Linked DNA regions of Pan troglodytes: region 2 is linked to region 1. Evidence: chromatin contacts called from public Hi-C data. All regions are on one chromosome and are shown on one strand. Each heading gives the region's core, a stretch centred on a gene start, on an enhancer-like site or on the middle of the called end of the contact. The rest is flanking DNA. Distances are from core to core; before and after follow the strand shown.

Region 1 (6,633 bases), core at 272-2,771:
GCCACACTTCATTTCTTACTGCCCTATTATTTATTTGTGGAAGAGATTTTATTCTTCACTGAATATGCTATAGCTAGAATTTTTTGTTATTATACTTTAAGTTCTGGGATACACGTGCAGAAAATACAGCTTTGTTACATGCATATACATGTGCCATGCTGGTTTGCTGCACCCATCAAGATGGGTTCTATTTTCTTAGATTAAATTCCTGGTTCATGTGGTCCCTAAGAGTTTGCATGCAAGGTGTGTTGGTGAACCTATTAACTTATAAGGTAAAAGAACGTAGTAAAGCACAAATTATGGCTTTATACTTGTGTGGATTTTCTGCATTCTTATATTGATTTAATGAGAAATTCTAATACTTAGGACTGAATTAGAAGCTGACCATGATTCTTTCTTTAGCGAATTTCCCAAATAAGCTTATTTTTCTCCCTGGTATATAGTCAGTGAACCATTGTTGATGCTATGTGTGTTCACTTGTCACTTCTAAAGGTACTTCTAGCAAACAAGGCTTTCATTCATCCACTGGTACCCTTTAAACTATTTATAGGCTTAGAGTGATGGTTTGTGCTTCCACCAGACATAAAACCTGATGACTAACACTGGCCTTTATTGTAGATGGTGGGTCCATCTATTAGGCATCCTATTACCCAGGAGAAAGAAAATAAATGCCAGTTGGAACAAAGACTCTCTTTGTTCTTAGCTTTCATAGTCAACACCACAGTCTGTTAGGTTACCTTGGCCCTGCACAGGTTGGAGCCATCATCGTGTGCAGATTCATACTATCTGAACTCGTGGGACTTTGCCCTAGTGCTTCGCAACTTTGTTGTTACAGAGGCAGTTCCTTTGCTCCTAATATGTGTCCCTCCAGTCCCAATTCACTTCCACAATCTTCAAGTCAGGAAAGACAAAAGCAAAGGGCAGCCCAGACAAACAGTATGTCCCCTGCACTGGGGACCACCTCTGATAATATCCAATGGGTCGCAGCATGCGACAGTGTTGAAAATGAAACTCATACTGCAGTTTAAGCCAAAGAAAAGCATTGCTCTGATTACCTTAAAAGAATCCTTTATAAAAGAAAAATCTAAGCTCTCATTCAAAATTGCTTTATGGTGATTTTTAGAAGCAGGGTATCAAAATTGTGAACTTTGAACAGTGCCACAAAGGGGTGCTTGCTGGGGGAAGGAAACAAGCATGTTCAATAATGTAGGTTTTCAATAACAGGCTTTGTCTTTGAGGCTTAATACTTTATAGATAAATCTTTCCTCAGCCCCACCGGGATAATTGGACTACAGGGCACATATGTGAACAGGTTTTGTTTTCTATTTAACTAATAACTAGCTTTGTTGTGGTAATCCTTATTTATGCTCATTATTTAAGAATATGCAATAGGAGCAGTGATAATCCCCAGAGAGAAGCTTTGTGGAGACTGCTGGGGAAATCAACAGAATCGGGGTAAGATTTTTCTTAGCAGGATCGACTTTCAGAGAATATGCAAGAACTCCTGGAATCCTTCTGGGGGTGAAGTGCTTTAGAGGAGAGGAGAGCAGACTTTTGAGTGAAACCCACTTTACTCCTGCTCTCCTGTCTGTCTTGCCCACCTAGATTTTTTCATCTTTTCTAACAAGGTTCATGATAAAAAGTGAGAACTAATATTTCATAGGTCAGATAACACTGCCTTGCTGTGGGATTCGTTTTCTTTTAACCTAATTTGGTAGATTGTTTGCAATCTTGACATAACAGAAGAAGGTCCTGTATTGCCATGGATTTCTTGATGCAACTAACCCACGTTGTCAAGGCAACCCACCTCACTGATTTCTCCTGTCTAGAAAACCATTTCCACTGTTGCAAACCTTGTCACAATCATCTTTTAAAACACACAAGGTCAAATATGTCTCCTGTATGCACAAACCTGTTACTTTTTTATAAGATATCATGTCATTACAGTGAAAGAATTTGGCATGAGGGATGTGTATATTAAAGCATTAAAGTTAAAAAAACCCCATAGCATTTATGGCCTGCCTCTGCATTCGCAGGAGATTCAGGGCTGTTTACTACAGGCAGTTATATTTTTTGAAGCTGCAGTCACAATGTTGGCATAGTTTGACACATTTCTATGTAAATTGATTGCAATCAACAGCTTTCTCATGGTTTGAGGAATTAAATCACTGAAAAGACGAAGTATTTTCTGAGCTTAATATCACCCACTTGTATATTTTTCTTCTTTTTAAGAGTCGAGGCCCAGTTTTGGGAGTTCCTTCCATGGAAGTGGGGTCACTTCAAAATTCTGTGAGACTCTATGACAGTATCACACTTGAATTCAGAAACTGACATCATGAAAAAAAAAAAAAAAGTGTTTCCCCAGAGATCTACGCTGCTGAGTGGTTGATATTTAAAGGAAAATCCCAATGACAGGATAGTAACAAACATCTGACTCTTTTCTGCTGGCTCACTATTAGCAAGAAAACTGGGCTTCCTTAAGATCCTTATTGAAGTTTGAAGATTGAAAGAGCTTTTTAAAACCTAATCCTGGCAATGCACCTCGCAGGCTACATTTAACTTGCATGGTAATTTGAAGTAATTCTTAGTCACTCACTCATTGATCTAGGTTTTCAGATAGTTTTTAAAATATTTACAAGACTCTTTTTTCTCTTAAGTTTTTGTTCAGAAACTGATTACATAAAAGGTAGCCACATTTCATTTCATGATTCCTAAAGATTTGAGAACACAAGTATGTGGCCTTAAATAAAGTTTCTGTATGGGTCTTAATGGTTCAGAGCATTTTCATGCTGCACATTTATTAGATAAAACATACCTCAGCTCCTTTCAGCTGCTATTCTTATTTCAATAAATCAAAGAATTTTATCCATATAAAATAGTACAAATTATCATATCCATTATTGAGGAATTGGCATTATTTTCTTTCCATTATTGTGATTTGACAGATCAGGCATTCAAACGTCAGTCAGGCAACAAAGGCTTTTTGGTTGCCGAGCTCAGCCCTTTCTTGTTGTACCCTCCAAAAATTACTAGCACTCCATCACAACGCACAAAAGATTTGAGCCTGTTTATAGAAATATGTACCGAACAGTAAGGCGAATGGTTAAGGAGGTTGTGGTAAAAGAGAGTGAAGTGAACTCATAAGGCAAACATAAGGACAATGTGTACTCCAGGTCCCATATGTAGTTAGGTGGGAAGATCATTTGCTTCTAAAACCTTTCACAGCCAAAGCAAAAACAGAAGCTTGGTCAATTAAATTATTTATAGTATATCCATAGAAATGTTTTGGCAAATACAGAGGATATCAGGTCACTTAGAGCCTAGGGAAATTTGCCTTCTGGGTTATGATTAAGTAAATTCGATAAAGGCACAGATTTACCATGACAACTGTATTCTAAGATCCACTATGTTAATGACTACAATATTCGGCCAGAATTCACACATTGCTTAATAGTGCCAAGCATTGTGGTATGTGCATTGTTACATACGTAGCCCCATTTAATCCTGCTGAAAAACATGAAATCGGTATTCTTATCATAGTGTCACAAATGAGAAAACTGAGGCTTAGACAGACTAAATAAATCTTCTGAGGTCTCAGTTTTCACCTGGTGGAGCTGAATTAGTTTCAAATCAATGTGATGTCCAAGTCTATGGTTGTAAGCATGATCTTATGCTGCCACTGTGGTTCAGGGTAGGGAGGGATCATTTCTGCCTGGGTATATTAGAAAATGCTTCCCAGGGGAGGAGGTAGTTGAAACTGGTTTTGAATGGTGACTAGATGTTTCCCAGTGAGATATAGAGAGTTGAAGCAGTCCTAGGAAAGAAAATAGTACATTTAAACACACAGAGGATAAACCATTCAGAAATTCAAAATAGCTGGCTTTGCCAGAGAGAAGGATGACCACAGGCAAGTTTCTTAGCCACCCCTTTCTTATCTAAATAGAGGTAATAATAGGATGTCCACCACAGAAAGGTTGTGAGAATTAAGTTAATAATGTAAAACCATTAATATTAATATTAAGGCAGATAATATTCAAGGTAAAATAGAAAGCAAGTGTCAGATTATAAAGGATGCTTTGCTAAAGAATTTCAACTTTATCCAGAAGGAAATGGAAAGACAGTTACAGGTATTAGATAAGGAATTAATATATTTGTAGTTTTCAAACATCACTCCACAGCAATGTGTGGAGAACGAAGTGTCCAGGTGAGTGAGCCAGGCACAACATTCAAGCTAGAAAAGGAGATGGACTCAATTAAGTAGCAGCTGAGAAGACAGAGTAAAAGCACTTGGCAGGGTTTAGTTCCTGAGCTAAAGTTTAGTTACTGCCAGGGCCGAAGATGAAAGATGCGCTGGAGAAAGTGGTTCATGATACTCAGCTTTCTGACCTGAGTGATGGGGTGAACAGTTTAATTATTAACTGGGAAGAACATAGAAATGTGTAAATCTGGGGAAATAACATAAAAAGTCCCATCAGGGCACATGGGTTTGGGATGACTGTGAGCCAACCAGATGAGTGGTAAATCTGAGAAAGGTTGAGTCTGGACTGACAGAAGTGTGAGAAAAGAAGTCATCAGGATGTCTCTAGAAGCCTCAGGCTCAGAGGAGTCAGGAAGAGAGTGATGAGAAAGACTGGGAGAGTATGATGAGACTGGGGATGAAGGTGAAGGCCTGGGAACTGAGGGGCAGGGGCAAGTAGAGAAGAGGAGCAAAAGAGAATGAGAAGCAGCAGCCATCAGAGAGGTGCAAAGGACCAATAGAGACTAACACTCTTGAATCAAAATATAAAAAACACGGGAATAGTCAATAGTATCAGGTGCTGCAGACAGGACTGAGAGTAAATATACATTTAGGATGTCATTGGTAATTTTGGCAAGAGCAGTTACAGTGGAGTGTTGGGTTTTGTTTTGTTTTGTTTTGTTTTTGAGACAGAGTCTGGCTCTGATGCCAGGCTGGAGTGCAGTGGCGTGATCTCTGCTCACTGCAACCTCCACCTCCTGGGTTCCAGCGATTCTCCTGCCCCAGCCTCTGGAGTAGCTGGGATTACAAGCATAGGCCATCACGCCTGGCTAATTTTTGTATTTTTAGTGGAGACGGGGTTTCACCATGTTGGACAGGCTAGTCTCAAACTCCTGACCTCAGGTGATCTGCCCACCTCGGCCTCCCAAAGTGCTGGAATTACAGGCGTGAGCCACCACTCCTGGCCTGGAGTGTTGTTTTTGATAGCTACATTTCAGAGGGTTGAAGAGTCAAGAAAAGATGAGAAAGGGTTGACATTTGGAGAAAGGTACAATATTCTTTCCAAAATGTTGCCTGTGAAGAAGTAAGCAAGTCAGTAGCTATAGGTGGAGCACAGAACCAAAGGATAGATGTTTTTACTGGAAGATAAACATAAAAGAGTTCTGAAACATCAGTACAATGAGCAAACAATGGAAAACATATAATAGGAAACAGAAAAAAAATTCACAAAATAATACAAATAGTAACTACACAATTATATCCATCCATTCCCAGCATGGATGTGGTTTTATCTTCTTCCTCCATCCTTTTACACATTTCTTATAAATGTGAAAAAAATGAAAATTTAAACAATAGCTGATACCAATTTTATCCTCTTAAATTGGCATTCAAAACGTGCTAATAGTGAAATAATTTGGTGTAATTTTCCTGGAGGGCAATTTGGCTATATATTTGTGTGATAGATGTATTGGCTATATATTTGTGTGATAGATGTAAACCAGAAATCTTGACTATGTATGCAACCTCTCCCTTAAATTTCATTTCTAAGAATTTATCTTAATGAAATAATCACAGATGTGCACAATATTTTGCTACTTAAATTTTGGGCACAGAACTAGCTATAAGAGAGAATACAAAACGTAAAACCTAAAACAATTATACTTTTAGAAGAAGGCATAGGAAAAATTTGTATGACTTTGAGATGGGCAAAAATATCTAGATATGACTGACATCCAAGCAAACAAAAGTTTCTAATTGTAATATAGATAATATAGATTTTAGTTGACCTATATGATATCATGTATGTAGCCATCAAAAATGAAATACATATACATGATATATTGTTACATTTTAAAGCAGTTATCATTGAAGCATGTTAGTATAATTTTGTTTATTTAGAAAGAAAACTGTTATTTGACATTTCATTGAAGGTTCTAGCCAGTGCAATAAAGCAAGAAAAACAAATAAAAGCATCTCGATTGGAAAAGATTCAAAAAAGTGGTTTTTATGCACAAATGACATGATTATCTATGTAGAAAATATGATGGAATCTACCAAAAAGCTACTAAGACTAATAAGTGAATTTAGCAAGATTGCAGGATGTAAGCTCAATATATAAAAACCAAATGTATTTCTGTACACTAAAAGCAAACTATTGTAAATTGAAATCTTTAAAAATATTATTTGCAATAGCATTTAAATTATTAGATACTTAGGGATAAATATGACAAAAAAATACACAAGACCTGTACCTTGAAATCTACAAAACATTGTTGAGAGAAATTAAAGACCTAAACGAATGTAGATGTCTATTATTGTCATGGGTTGGAAGACTCAATATTGTGAAGAGGTCAAACTCTTCCCCCAAACTAACCTACAGATTCACTACCATACCA
Region 2 (7,429 bases), core at 1,568-4,067, 450 kb before region 1:
TCCTGGAGTGTTACCCCAGTGTTTTCTTCTGGTAGTTTTATAGTTACAATTTTTAGTTGTAAGTCCTTAATCCATTTTTACTTGATTTTTATACATGGTGAGAGATAAGGGTCTAGTTTCATTTTTCTGCATATGGATATCCAGTTTTTCTAGCACTATTTATTGGAGATACTGTGCTTTACCCATCGTATGTCCTTGGCACCTTTGTCAAAAAATGAGATAACCATAATGGATAGATTTATAGCTGTATTATCTATTCTGTTCCATTGTTTGAGGCATCTGTTTTTAAGCTAGTACCATGATGTTTACTATAGCTTTGTAGTATAATTTGAAATCAGATCATGTCTATTAGGTCCATTTGGTCTGTAGTAAATCTTAAGTCTGATGTCTCTTTGTTGATTTTCTGTCAAGATGATCTGTCCAATGCTGAAAATGGGTGTTGAACTATCAAGCTATTATGGTATTGAGATCTCTCTCTCTCTTTAGCTCTAATAATATTTGCTTTATATATCTGAGTGCTCCAGCATTGGATACATGTATATTTATAATTGTTATATTAACTTGCTGTATCAATCCCTTTATCATTATATAATGACCATTTTCAGTTTTTTTCCTGAAATATATTTTGTCTGATGTAATTATAGCTACTCCTGCTCTTTTTAGTTTACATGTCCATGGAATATATTTTTCCATTCTTTTAATTTCAATCTCTATGTGTTTTTATAGGTGAAGTGAGTTTCTCGTAAGCATCATATATTTGAGTCTTGTTTTTTATTGATTCCACCACTCTATGTCTTTTGAATAATTTTGTCCATTTACATTCATTGTTATCACTGATAGGTAAAGACTTACTACTGCCATTGTGTTATCTGTTTTGTGGTTGTTTGGGTGTTCCTCTCTTCCTTCCTTCCTGTCTTCTTTTATGTAAAAGTGTTTTTCTCCTGTAATATGTTGTTATTTCTTGCTTTTTATTTTTATGTATCTATTATAAGTTTTTGTTTTATGGTCACCATAAGGCTTGCAAATAACATTTTATACAAACTAGTTTGACTCTAATTACAAAGAAAGGGACAAAAGCAAACAAAGAGAAAACTAAAAACCTCTACACTTTTTTATTCCACCCTGTCCTCATTTTTTTGACTTTCTGCTTTCTCTCTTTACTTTTTTTTTTTTGAGATGCAGTGTCACTCTATCTCCAGGCTGGAGTGCAGTGATGCGATCTCGGCTCACTGCAACCTCTGCCTCCTGGGTTCAAACAATTCTCCTGCCTCAGCCTCCCAAGTAGCTGGGAGTACAGAGGTGCATCACCATGCCCAGCTAATTTTTTTTTTTTTTGTATTTTTAGTAGAGATGGGGTTTCAGCATTTTGACCAGGATGGTTTTGATCTCTTGATCCACCTGCATCATGATCCACCCGCATCCTGATCCACCTGCCTTGGCCTCCCAAAGTGCTGGAATTACAGGTGTGAGCCACCACACCCGGACTCCCTTTAGCATGTCTTTTAAGGCAAGTCTGGTGTTGACAAATTCCTCAGCTTTTGTTTGTATAGGAAAGTCTTTATTTCTAGTTTGTGTTTGAAGGATAACTTTGATTAATATAATATTCTAGGTTGAAAGATTTTTTTTTCCATCAGCACTTTGACTTTGTCATCTCACTTCCTGGTGACCTGCACAGTTGCTGCTGCTAGAAACATCAGAACTCCTTTATATGTTATTTGCTTCTTTTTTCTTGCTGCTTTTAGGATCCTTTCTGTATCCTTGACCTTTGAGAGTTTATTACATGCCTTGAGTTAGTCTTATTTGGGTTAAATTTATTGGATTTTAAAAATCTTCTTGTACTTGGCTACTCATATCTTTCCCAAGTTTTAGAAGATTTTCTGTTATTATTTCTTTGAATAAACTTTCTCTTTCCATCCTCCTTAAGGCCAGTAACGCCTATATTTGTCCTTTTGAGGCTATTTTCTAGATTTTTTTAGGCATTCTTTATTCTCCTTTTATCCTTTTTTCTTTTTTCTCCTCTAATTGTGTATATTGATATAACCTATCTTTGAGCTCATTAATTCTTTCTTGCTTGATCAGTGCTGCAGTTGAGCGACTCTGATGCAGTTTTATGTTTCTCAATTGTATTTCTAAGCTCCAGAATGCCTGCTTGAGTTTTTTAATGATTTCAATCACTTTGTTAAATTTTTGTGATAGAATTTTTAATTCCTTCTTTGTGTTATCTTGAAATTTATCGAACTTCCTCAATACAACAATTTTGAATCCCCTGTCTGAAAGATCACATATCTCCATCACTTCAGTATTGGTTGCTAGTGCCTTCTTTTGTGTGTTTGGTGAGGTCATGTTTTCCTGAGTGTTCTTGGTGCTTGAGGGCATTCACTGATGTCTGGGCATGGAAGACTTATATATTTAAACTAATCTTCAGTCTGGGCTTGTTTATATGCACCCTTGAGAGGGCTTTTTACAAATTCCAAGGGGAGTGAGTATTGTGACCAAAGCCTGTGGTCACGGCAACTGTTTCAGCACTAGGGGGCTCCATAAGCTCAGGAATGGTGCAAATCCTGTCGCCTCCTATAGACACTGCCTTGGTGAACTTGGGTAAGATAAGGGAGAATTCCCTGGGTCACCAGGCAAAGTCTCTCACTTTCTTTTCCGCAATCAAAAGGAGTCTCTCTTGGCCCTGGGCTATCTGAAATTGGGGAAAGGGATGATGTGGACACTCTCATATCCACCATAGCTGGCACTGTTCAGGGTCACATCCAAATTTTTACAGAGCAGCAAAATACTGGGACTCACCCAAAGCCTGTGGCCACAATTGCCTGGCTGCTGCTGCTGCTGCTGCTGCTGCTGCTGCTGCTGCTGCTGCTGCTGCTGCTGCTGCTGCTACTGCTACTGCTATTTACTCGAAGCCCAAGACCACTTTAGTCAGCAGATGGTTAATTCAGCCGGGTCTTTCTTATCAAGGCAGTGGAATCCCTTCGGACCAAAGGTAGATCTATAAGCACCATCCAGGAGCAAAGACCTGGAATCTGGGGTTTCAGGAATCTTCCTGATGCTTCATTTTACTTAGGCTCAGGTGGCACCCAAGTTGCAAGATACAGTCTTCTGTACTCTGTACTCACCTTCTGTCAAGCAGAAGGAATCTTTACTGAGGCTACAGTGCCTGGAGTTGTAGGAGGGGTGACACTGGCATTCATTTGGACACCACAGTTGGTGTTGCACCCCAAGTTCCCTGCCTACAAAACCAGTGCAGCAACAGGACTTGCCCTAGGACTGTGATCCTTGTGTCCTGACTGCCACTTAAATTTATTCTGGGACCCAGGCCAATTTCGTCAGCTAGTGGTGAAGCTAGCTACGACTCAGGTTTTTCCTGCTGGTGTAAGAAATTTCCCTCTGGCCCAGGGCTGGTCTAGATGTGCTCCCTCCGTGAGCACTCTTAGAATTCTGCCCTGTGCTGTGTTCTGCTGTGACAAGGCAGAAGTGAGTTCCAATATAGTTCTCCACACTCACTTTGCTCTCCGTCCCCACAAAACACATTTCCTCCCCATCTGTGCTGCCTGGAGTTAGGGTAGGTGAGGTGTAGGCAATGCAAGAGTGTCTTACCTACTCTCTTTAATACCTCTTTCCTCGATATTATGTTCAAACCAGTTACTGTGATACCTCACATGACTTTTTGGTTCCTATTGAAGGTGCTATTCTTAGTTTTTTGGGGGAAACTTCATACTGACTCTGTAATGGCTGTACTAATTTACATTCTCACCAACAGTGTACAAGTGTTTTCCATTCACCACATCTTGCCAGCATCTGTTATTAACTGTCTCTTTGATATAAGCCATTGTAACTGGGATGAGATGATATTTGTATCTCATTTTCATTCTCACTTGTGTTTCTCTGATGGTTATTGATGTTGAGCTTTTTTAAATATACCTATTGGCCATGTATATGTTTCTTTTGCAGAAATGTGTGTTCAGATCTTTTGCCCAGTTTTTAATTGAATTACTTTTTTGTCTGTTGAGTTGTTTGAGCTTTTCATATATTCTGATTATTAACAACTTGTCAGGTATATAGTTTGAAAACATTTTCTTAACATCTGCGGGTTGTCTCTTCAGTTTGTTGACTGTATCCTTTGCTGTGCAGAAGCTTTTTAGCTTGATATGATCTCATTTGTCAATTTTTGGTTTTATTGTCTGTGCTTTCGAGGTCTTACACAAAATATCTTTGCCCACACCAATGTCCAGGAGTCTGTTCCCAAAGATTTTTTTTTCTAGTAGCTTCATAGTTTCAGATTTTAGATTTAAATCTTCCATCCATTTTTATTTGAATTTGGGGCATGGTTCGAGAATAAGGGTCTAGTTTTATTTTCCTGCATGTCATTATCCAGGTTTTTATTAGCATCATTTATTGAAGAGACTTTGCTTTCACCATTGCATATTTTTGGCAACTTTGTTAAAAATGAGTTGGCTGTAAATTTGTGGATTTATATCTGGGTTTTCCATTCTGTTCTATTGGTCTATGTGTCTGTTTTTATGCCAGTATCATGCTGTGTTTACTACAGCTTTGTAGTAAATTTTGAAGGCAGATAGTATGATGTTTCCAAGTTTGTTATTTTTGCTCTAGATTGCTTTGGCTATTTGGTGTCTTTTGTGCTTGATATAAATTTTAGGATTATTTTTTCTATTTCTGTGAATGATAACATTGGTATTCTGATGGGGACTGCATTTAATCTGTAGATTGCTTTGGGTAGTATTATCATTTTAAAAATATTAGTTCTTCTAAATCATGAGCATGAAATATCTTTTCATATTTTTGTGTCTTAAGTTTCTTTCATTAATGTTTTATAATTTACCTTGTATAGGTGTTTCATTTCTTTAAGTTTATTTCTAGGTATTTTATTTTGTCTGTAGGTAATATAAATGGGATATATGTATCTTTTCCTGATTGATTGCCACTGCAATATAGAAATGTTTCTGATTTTATTGTTTATTTTGTATACTGCAACTTTACTGAATTTGTTTATCAGTTTTAAGAGTTTTTGGCCGGGCACAGTGGCTCACTCCTGTAATCCCAGCACTTTGGGAGGCCGAGGCTGGCGGATCACGAGGTCAAGAGATTGAGACCATCCTGGCTAACGTGGTGAAACCCCATCTCTACTAAAAATACAAAAACAAAAGACAAAAAAACAAACAAAAAAAAAAACGCTGAGCGTGGTGGCATGCTCCTGTAGTCCCAGCTACTTGGGAGGCTGAGGCAGGAGAATCGCTTGAACCTGGGAGGCAGAGGTTGCAGTGAGCCGAGATTGCGCCACTGCACTCCAGCCTGCATGACAGAATGAGACTCCACCTAAAAAAAAAAAAAAAAAGAGTTTTTTGATGGAGTCTTTAGGTTTTTCTAAAGCTAAAATAATATACTCAAACAAGGATAATTTGACTCCTTTTTTTCTAATTCAGATGTTCATTATCTTTTTCTCTTGCCTAATTGCTCTGTCCAGTACTTTCAATATTTGTTGAATAGAAGTGGTAAACATAGACATCCTTGTATTTTTCCAACCTTAAAAGGAAGTCTTTCAGTTTTTCTCCATTCAGTATGATGGTAGCTGTTATATATGGACTTTTTTATTTTGAGATATATTCCTTCTGTACCCATTGAATGAGGGCTTTTTTTTTCTTTACCATTAAGGGATGTTGAATTTTGTCAAATGCTTTTCAGCATCTATTGCAATAATCACATGGTTTGATTTTTCTTGATTCTGTTAATGTGATGTATCACGTTTATGGATTTGTATAAGTTAAACCATCCTTGCATTTCTGGATGAATCCCACTTGATCATGGTGAATGATTTTTTAACATGTTGTTGATTTCAGTTTGGTAGTATTTTGTTGAGAACTTTGCATCTAGGTTAATCAATGATATTGACCCTTAGTTTTATTTCTTTATTGTATCTTCATCTGCTTTTGGTATCAGGGTAATGTTGTCCTTGTGAGATGAGCTTAGAAATATTTCCTCCTCTTTAATTTTTAAAACAGTTTGAGTAGAATTTGCATTACTTTTTTAAATGCTTGGTAAAATTCATCAGGGAAGTTATCAGGTCCTGGACTTTTATTTAGTGAGAGACTTGTTATTATGGCTCAATTTGATTATTTCTTAATTGATTTTTTGAGGTTTTCTCTTTTTTCAGGGTTCAATCTTCGTAGTTGTATGTGTACAGGAATTTATTTTAGGTTTTCTAAGTTATTGGTGTGTAGTTGCTCATAATAGTATCTAATGATTCTTTGTATTACTGAGGTCTCAGTTTTTACATATTCTTTTATGTTTTTGATATTATTTATTTGGTTCTTCTATCCTTTATTCTTAGTCTAGCTGAAGGCTCACCAATTTTTTAATTTTTTCCAAACACCGTGTTTATGTTTCATTTGGTGTTTGTACTTTTTGGTCTCAATTTCATTTATTTCTGCTCTAAAGAATATGTATTACTTCTTTCCTTCTACTAATTGGGTTTTTTTTTTCCCTTGAGGCGCATTATTAGGTTGTTTATTTGAAGTCTTTCAACTTTTTTGATATAGGTGTTTCTTGCTATAATCTCTCTTCTTACTGTTTTTGCCATATCCCATATATTTTGGTATGTTATATTCCTTTTCATTTGTTTCAAGAAATGTTTAAATGTACTTCTTAACTTCTCAATTGACTCACTGGTTCTTCAGAAGTATGTTGTTTAAATTTTATGTGTTTGTCTATTTCCTGAGTTCCTCTTATTATTGATTTCTAGTTTTATTCCATTGTGGTCAGAAAAGATAGTTGACATGATTTCTGCCTTTTTTTTATTTGTTCAGACTTGTATTTTTGCCTAAGATGTGATCTATTCTGGAGGTTGATCCATGTAGTGATGAAAATAGTTAATATTCTGCAGCAGTTGGATGAAATGTTATGTAAATGCCAGTTAGGTCTATTTTATCTAATATGTGGTTTTATCCCATTGTTTTTCATTTTATTTTCTGTCTAGATGACTTGTCCATTACTGACAGTGTGGTGTTAAAGTTGCCTACTATTATTGTTTTGCATTCTATTTCTCCCTTTAGATCTGTTCATGTTTACTTTACATACTTGTGACCTTTGGTGTTGAGTGCACACATATTTATGACTGTTATGTTCTGTTGTTGAACTGACCCCTTTATGATTATGTAATGAACTTCTTCTCCTCTTTTTATAAACAGATTTATAGTCTGTTTTATCTGATATTGGTATAACTACTTCTGTTCTTTATTGGTTTCCAGTTGCATGGAATATCTTTTATTACTCCTTTACTTTCAGCCTATGTGCATCTTTATAGGTAAAGTGTGTTTCCTGAATGAAACATACAGTTGGGTCCTGGTTTTTTAAATTCGTTCAGCCACTATATGCCTTTTAATTGGAGAATTGAGACTATTTACATTCA

Evidence for each region. A called contact is a pair of places that touch in the nucleus more often than the background predicts.
Region 2: a Hi-C map of induced pluripotent stem cells shows a contact between it and region 1, with 2.6 times the contacts expected there. The contact joins two enhancer-like sites. A contact is called at or near these places in 4 of 7 Hi-C or Micro-C datasets (induced pluripotent stem cells, a lymphoblastoid cell line and stem cell-derived neural progenitor cells) and 1 of 1 other capture datasets (stem cell-derived neural stem cells).

What each region holds. Positions count from the first base shown.
Region 1 is chr3:165,278,854-165,285,486 of NHGRI_mPanTro3-v2.0_pri, reverse strand. All of the region lies in intron 7 of MARCHF1 (membrane associated ring-CH-type finger 1), which reads left to right. Among named protein-coding and RNA genes, the nearest start is that of TMA16, 70 kb to the right of the region's middle. Within about 2 kb of position 1,521, at least 3 of the 24 cell types and tissues checked have an H3K27ac peak or open chromatin away from gene starts, as enhancers often do. A contact at or near this core is called in induced pluripotent stem cells, where this site is marked.
Region 2 is chr3:165,725,834-165,733,262 of NHGRI_mPanTro3-v2.0_pri, reverse strand. All of the region lies in intron 2 of MARCHF1 (membrane associated ring-CH-type finger 1), which reads left to right. Among named protein-coding and RNA genes, the nearest start is that of MARCHF1, 360 kb to the left of the region's middle. Within about 2 kb of position 2,817, at least 1 of the 24 cell types and tissues checked has an H3K27ac peak or open chromatin away from gene starts, as enhancers often do. A contact at or near this core is called in induced pluripotent stem cells, where this site is marked.